2 separate regions of the Mus musculus genome follow, and region 2 is linked to region 1. Evidence: chromatin contacts called from public Hi-C data. All regions are on one chromosome and are shown on one strand. Each heading gives the region's core, a stretch centred on a gene start, on an enhancer-like site or on the middle of the called end of the contact. The rest is flanking DNA. Distances are from core to core; before and after follow the strand shown. Region 1 overlaps Zfp395 (zinc finger protein 395). Region 2 has its middle 30 kb from the start of Gm41181.

The links. A called contact is a pair of places that touch in the nucleus more often than the background predicts.
Region 2: a Hi-C map of liver shows a contact between it and region 1, with 2.8 times the contacts expected there. The contact joins two enhancer-like sites. A contact is called at or near these places in 1 of 484 Hi-C or Micro-C datasets (liver) and 1 of 115 datasets of contacts at active chromatin or transcription factors (embryonic stem cells).

What each region holds. Positions count from the first base shown.
Region 1 is chr14:65,374,316-65,377,261 of GRCm38.p6, reverse strand. The region is part of intron 1 of Zfp395 (zinc finger protein 395); the gene reads right to left. Among named protein-coding and RNA genes, the nearest start is that of Zfp395, 17 kb to the right of the region's middle. Within about 2 kb of position 1,456, at least 298 of the 459 cell types and tissues checked have an H3K27ac peak or open chromatin away from gene starts, as enhancers often do. A contact at or near this core is called in liver, where this site is marked.
Region 2 is chr14:65,871,926-65,874,871 of GRCm38.p6, reverse strand. No RefSeq gene overlaps it. Among named protein-coding and RNA genes, the nearest start is that of Gm41181, 30 kb to the left of the region's middle. Within about 2 kb of position 1,416, at least 13 of the 459 cell types and tissues checked have an H3K27ac peak or open chromatin away from gene starts, as enhancers often do. A contact at or near this core is called in liver, where this site is marked.

The sequences.
Region 1 (2,946 bases), core at 207-2,706:
CAGGCCTTATAGTGCAGGCAGGGTTGTGATCCCAGCTAACCGGGAAGTTGAGGCAAGAGGATTCCAAGTTCAAGGCCCGACTAAGCTACACAGTAAGTTCAAGGCAAGCCTGGGGACTTAGTGAGACTCAGTTTCAAAGTTTTTAAAAGATGAAAAGGAGGGGGGGGAGCCAGCATTGAAATAGCATGCACCAAAGCTCTGGGTTCAACCCCTAGCTCTGAACACACACACACACACACACACACACACACACACACACACACACACACAGAGGAAAAGAACGGGCAAAAAGCAGGTAATACATGTATAGGTGCAATCCCTATAGTCCTGAGGAGGCTGAAGCAGGGGAGAACAGCCTAGACAACACAGTAAGAAGATCCTGTTTCAACCAGCAGAAAGTAAATACATACATAACAGAGAGGGAATGTTATGGTTAAACCTGACTGAAACTGGGCTCAAACTCCTCCCCGGAGGAGACAGGGAGATAAAGGAGTGCTGACTTGGCACTCTCCCCAGAGCCAGGCAGGTCTCAGGGGAGGGGACTAGGAGCAGAGTCTCCCCGGGGAGACAGGCCCCAGACAGCTGGCAGCTCTGTGGCTTTTCCCGGCAAGCTTCGGAGCCTGGTGCTGGAGCTCAAAGGGCAAACACTCAGGTGGTTCCCTGTCTACTCTCAATTTAACAGACAATTTGGGGGCTGCTGTTCTTTCCTACCCCAGTAACCCAATAAAACATGGAGGATGGCTCAGGGGAAAAGGTGCCTGTCACCAAGCCCAGGGACCTGAACCACATCCCTGGGTCTCACATGGTAGAAGACTAGAACCACCTCCTGCAGACTAGGCTGTGTTCTGGCCGAACTCCACACGCACATGCGAGGTACAGGCACAGGCACACAGTAAGTGAATGAAAGATCATTTTTAATTTGGAGGGACAGTTGTACCCCTTTTTGCCGTGGAGAAAGCAGGGTCCCTTAAGAAAGCCACTCATTTGCCCAAGATCACCTTAGGAACCCGGTGGGGGAACATTTACAGTCTTGGTGGCTCCTCCTGGGTTTGGTTCTCCCTTCTCCAGGAATTGAGGGGTAGGAAGGGTGACCCAGGAAAGAAGGGGCCTCTGGCGAAAGGAGAGCAGGTGACATTTTCCTCCTTGAAGAGAAGCAGAGCATAGGATATAATTCTTTTTTCTTTCTTCTTTTTCCAAAGAAGTGCTTAGAGCAAGTGCCCTTTAGAACGTGGTCACCATTTGAACGGATTAACCTCAGACCCTGGTGATGCCAAATGAACAGAATGGCTGCTGACGGTGAGCCCACTTGGAAGAGGAGGCTGCAGGGTTCAGACGTCACTCCCTGACATTACCACATTCCCTGACAAGGCCAAATAAACAAGCAGAGGGCTTGGCGGAAGAGGCAAAGTACCTGGCGACGCTCCTGGCTGAAATCAATAGGTCACCCGGCAGCCCTGCACCTTCCCTGTGGCGGAGAACCAGGCTCCGGGTGCCAGCAAATGTGCCGGCGATTCAGGCACCAGGCTGGAGTGTGAGACTTACAACTAACAATGACAAACAGTGTGCGCACATGCAAGGAATACTGTGCCTGCACAGACACTCAACAGGGAGGGTGGAGATCAAGGCACTAACTAAGTACCCCTCAGGAATCAGTGTCCACTCCAGAAGCCACCAGCAACCACCACCTTCAAGTCCGAAGCTCCGCACCTCACCTGTGAGGGTGAGACTGCATCTGCCTCACTGAGCCAATGCCTGCACACTGCGCCAAATCCAGAAGGACCATGTTCCTCTCATGGCCGTGAGGCCCGTGCTAAATAACATAGCAAGTGACTCTGAGCTCTGCACAGCCACTGTCCACCAACAGCCATCTAGGAACTGGCATTGCACCGGGGTACCCGACCAGAACCTGAAATACAACTACTTACTCTCAAGGGAATCCAGAAGCCTACCATGGGTGAGCCACTAATTAACTGGAATCCCAACCAAGCTGACTTCAGCAAGCTAGGGGAAAAGAAATCCAACCTCTTGCTCTTAGAGGCCTCCTGGCCAGCAAACCCCCTGGGGTCAGTCCTCAGTGCATACTCAATGCAAGCCTAGACATTTAGGGAGTCCAGAGAGAGGGAATGTCTGTCTCCCACATGACCAGGCGCCTGTCACCTCTCTTCAGCCACGGTCTGCTCCCCTGCTCACTCCCCTGTGCCTACATCTGTCTTGGGGCCCTGCCCAGGGTGTTCAAGGCTGACTGCCAAACTTCCCCGGGGTGTGGCCTGGCCAGCCTCGTGGAGCAGATCCGGCCCACACTGGCGCTAGGACGCACTTGAGCACTGACTCACCAGAAACCTGGGGCCAGCAGTACCACTGAGCAAAGCCCCAGACCCTAGCCATCTGCTGACACGGCTGTGTCAGGGCCTAGGTCCTGAAGACAATGCTAAGTGGAGGAAGAAGACAAGGATGGTTCCAACCCTGCCCAGAGTAGAGGCACAGGCGCGCGCACACACACACACCTATGACCTAAGAGCACAGGTGCTCATGGCTACTTCATTAGAACGGTTGGTTACAACATCAACAGACAAGCACGGAATAGGAAACTTGACACACAAACCACAGTCTTTCAGAGGCTATGTTCAGGACCAGTCCAATAGCTTTGCTGATTCAGCTACCCAAGCTCCAGTAACTCGATGTGCAGTTCGAAATTTGTACTTCATTTAATCCTCCTAGATAATTCACAAGATATGTGCCCTGGCCATCCCCATTTCCCAGATAAGCAAACTGAGCCCCAGTGAGTTTGAGCAATTTTCCAGAACCACAGACACAGAAATGACAGCTCTCAGCTGGGAGTTCAGATGATCTGATTCCAAGAGGCCTGAACTCTCAGGACAGCCAAGATGGTCACTCACAAATGAGCAGAGGCCAGGCTGCCTAGGCGGGATGACTCCTGAGGTTTCT
Region 2 (2,946 bases), core at 167-2,666, 500 kb before region 1:
CCCTTTCTACTGTAACCCCTCACCTCTTATCAGACACCCACACACATACCAGGCTCTTTGACCCACCTTACCATGGCACCCCTTTCACATCTGTTTCCTTGCTAGGGGTCTGAGCCCAGAGACACTGACTCGGCCTTCATCAACAACTTATGCTCATTCTAAGGGGTCACTCAGCAGTTCCATCTGCAGTATGGCTATGCTATTCCAGATGGAGAAAGTGGACCAGCTGCAGTCCTTCTGGCTGTCACTTTCCCTGCGACTTCATGATTCATCTCTCCCACAGGTGTGCTTTCGATTCCATCCCCAGGTCCTCGACCCCACTCCTGCTGCTCAAAGTCACATGTGATGTCATCTGCCAGTCTCTCCAAGCTGACCGTTAAGGACTTTGCCCCCATCCCTTCTCTGCAGTACAACTGGCCCCTAACATGAGGCTACATTGGTGGGCTCTAGCTTCCTGGCCCATGTGAAGGATACCTAGGTATTGAGAACCTGACCTTTCAAGTGCCTCTGTCAAGTATGAAAAGCAAGGCAAAGGATCTGAATTTGTGATTCTGATTTTCCAAAGGTCACCGGTGAATTCCCAGGACTCTAGAGAGGGTGAGTTGGCCATCGGTAACAGGTGAAATCATGCAATCCAAGGACCCACTTTATGTGCACAGTCCCTAAACCTTGCTTCCTTTCCTTCAAGGCTGCAGGACTGGTATACCAGGAAGATGCCAAAAGTACTTACCTTCACTTGAAACAAGATGTGTTTTAATAGCCATGTGGGCAAGGAGGAAATTATCGCCTAGATTCAGACAAAATCAGGAGGATTTGTAACTGGTGGCGTGTGCTAAATAATGCTGAATATTGGCTTGATCTCTGTAGGAGGAGATGTTCGGTAAAGCTGGTCCGAGACCAGCTGCGTTTGATGCTTTCCCAGTTTCCTAATGACAGTATAGTCAGGGCATTTACAGACACATAGGTAATATGCAAAAGGCATTTACAGACATGTAGATAATACAGGCAGAACACTTGCAGACATGTAGATGATATAGACAGGACACTTACAGACACATAAATAACGTAGGCAGAACATTTACAGACACATAGATAATATAGACAGAATGTTTACAGAATGTAAACAATATAGACAGGGAGTTTACAGACATATAGATGACGGTTATGAGTGTGATTATGGGGCTGGGGAGGTAGGTCGGCTGATAAAGTGCTTGTTGTAAAAGCATGATGACTGGAGTGCGATCTCCAGGATCCAAGGTTCATGCTGTAACCCTAAGGCTGGACTAGCAGAGCCCAGGCACATTAGTTCATGCTGTAACCTCAAGGTCAGGCTAGCAGAGGCCAGGTACAGTGGTTCATGCTGTAACCTCAGGGTCAGACTAGCAAAGCCCATGTATAGCGGCTCATGCTGTAACCCAGGGTCAGGTTAGCAAAGCCCAGGTACAGTGGTTCATGCTGTAACCCCAGTGCCAAAGTAGCAGAGCCCAGGCACAGAGGTTCATGCTGTAACCCCAAGACTAGGCTAGCAGAGTCCAGGTACAGTGTTTCATGCTGTAACCCCAGGGCTGGCTAGCAGAACCCAGGTACAGTGGTTCATGCTGTAACCCCAGTGCCAGAATAGCAGAACCCAGGTACAGTGGCTTACATTAAAATCTCAATGCCAGTCCACATGAGTCGGCAAGCTCCAAGCCATTGAGACAGTGTGACCACCCCTTCCAAAAACAAAAAACCAAGATGGCTGACAGCTGAGGAGCAACACCTAAAGTTGACCTCTGTCCTCCACACATTGAACATACATACATGGGTCTGCACACATAATAGCACACGTGTATGCCCACACTCCACACAGTGATCTTAGAATGACTAATTAGAATTCAAATCAGCTCATTGATGGATTCCAACAAGGAAAATCCATCAAAGACAATATTGAGAGCCAGCAGTGGTTGACACAGGCCAATAATGTCAGCAACCGCAGAGGTTAATGCAAGAGGACCGAGTGTTCAAGACCACTCTAGGGTCCAGAGCTTCTGAGAAGACCTTCTCACAAACAACCAACAGATGAACAATGTTCAGAGAAGTTATGGAGAAAAATGACAATCGGTTTTGTCTGAAGGTCAAAGTAAGAAGAAACTAACTGTGAGTCATTTTGAGGAATGTCCATGGGGGAGTGGAAGATGGAGAAAAGCAAGGGAAAAGTTACAAAAAAAGTAAAGAGCTGTAGGAATGGAGGGAAAGTGTCCAAAGTAGGCTTAGGGGCAGGAGCAGGGAGGTGCTGTTCCGATCTTGGTCAGAGATGTCCATCATTGTGGTAACTCTTTAAATGACTGTATTTGTTCACATACTCTTTTGTATATTTGTTGCTAATTTTTTTTTAAAAGGGATACTTTTAAAGCCTTAAAGGGCAGGAAATCTCAAATCCCAGAGTAACCCAGTCAGGCAGAGCATTTGATTGACAACGTGAGCCACAAGAGTCAATCCTCTCTTGGCTCTCATGCCCCTCCATGCATCTCAGGTCCTGGCTGGCGACCCTGCAGAGCTTGAGGGGGTGTTCTCTCAGAGGACTCAGGCAAACAGGAGTAGTTGGGGGGCCCACAACCCCACATGATGTGAGGAGCCTGCTTTCCCCTGCTTTCGTATTGGATCATAACAAATGAAGGGTTTAGGAGCAGCCACAGGTGGCAGCTGACAGCTGTTTTCAAACCCTCCAAGCTGTTATTTGGCAGAGGAATCTGGCCTGGTCTCTGCAGTGCCAGATGCCAGGGTGGCCACTAGCTGAATCCACTGTGCGGCAGGCCCTGGATAAATAACATAACTTCCTAATAAGAGAATACCGGTATGAAGTCCTGAGCTCCTGTCCCAGACAAGGCTCAGACTTCCTCTTTAGGCAAAGGGTACCACAAAAGAGTAAGGCAGCTCAAATAATCCCTGAAGTCCCTTCACCTCCCA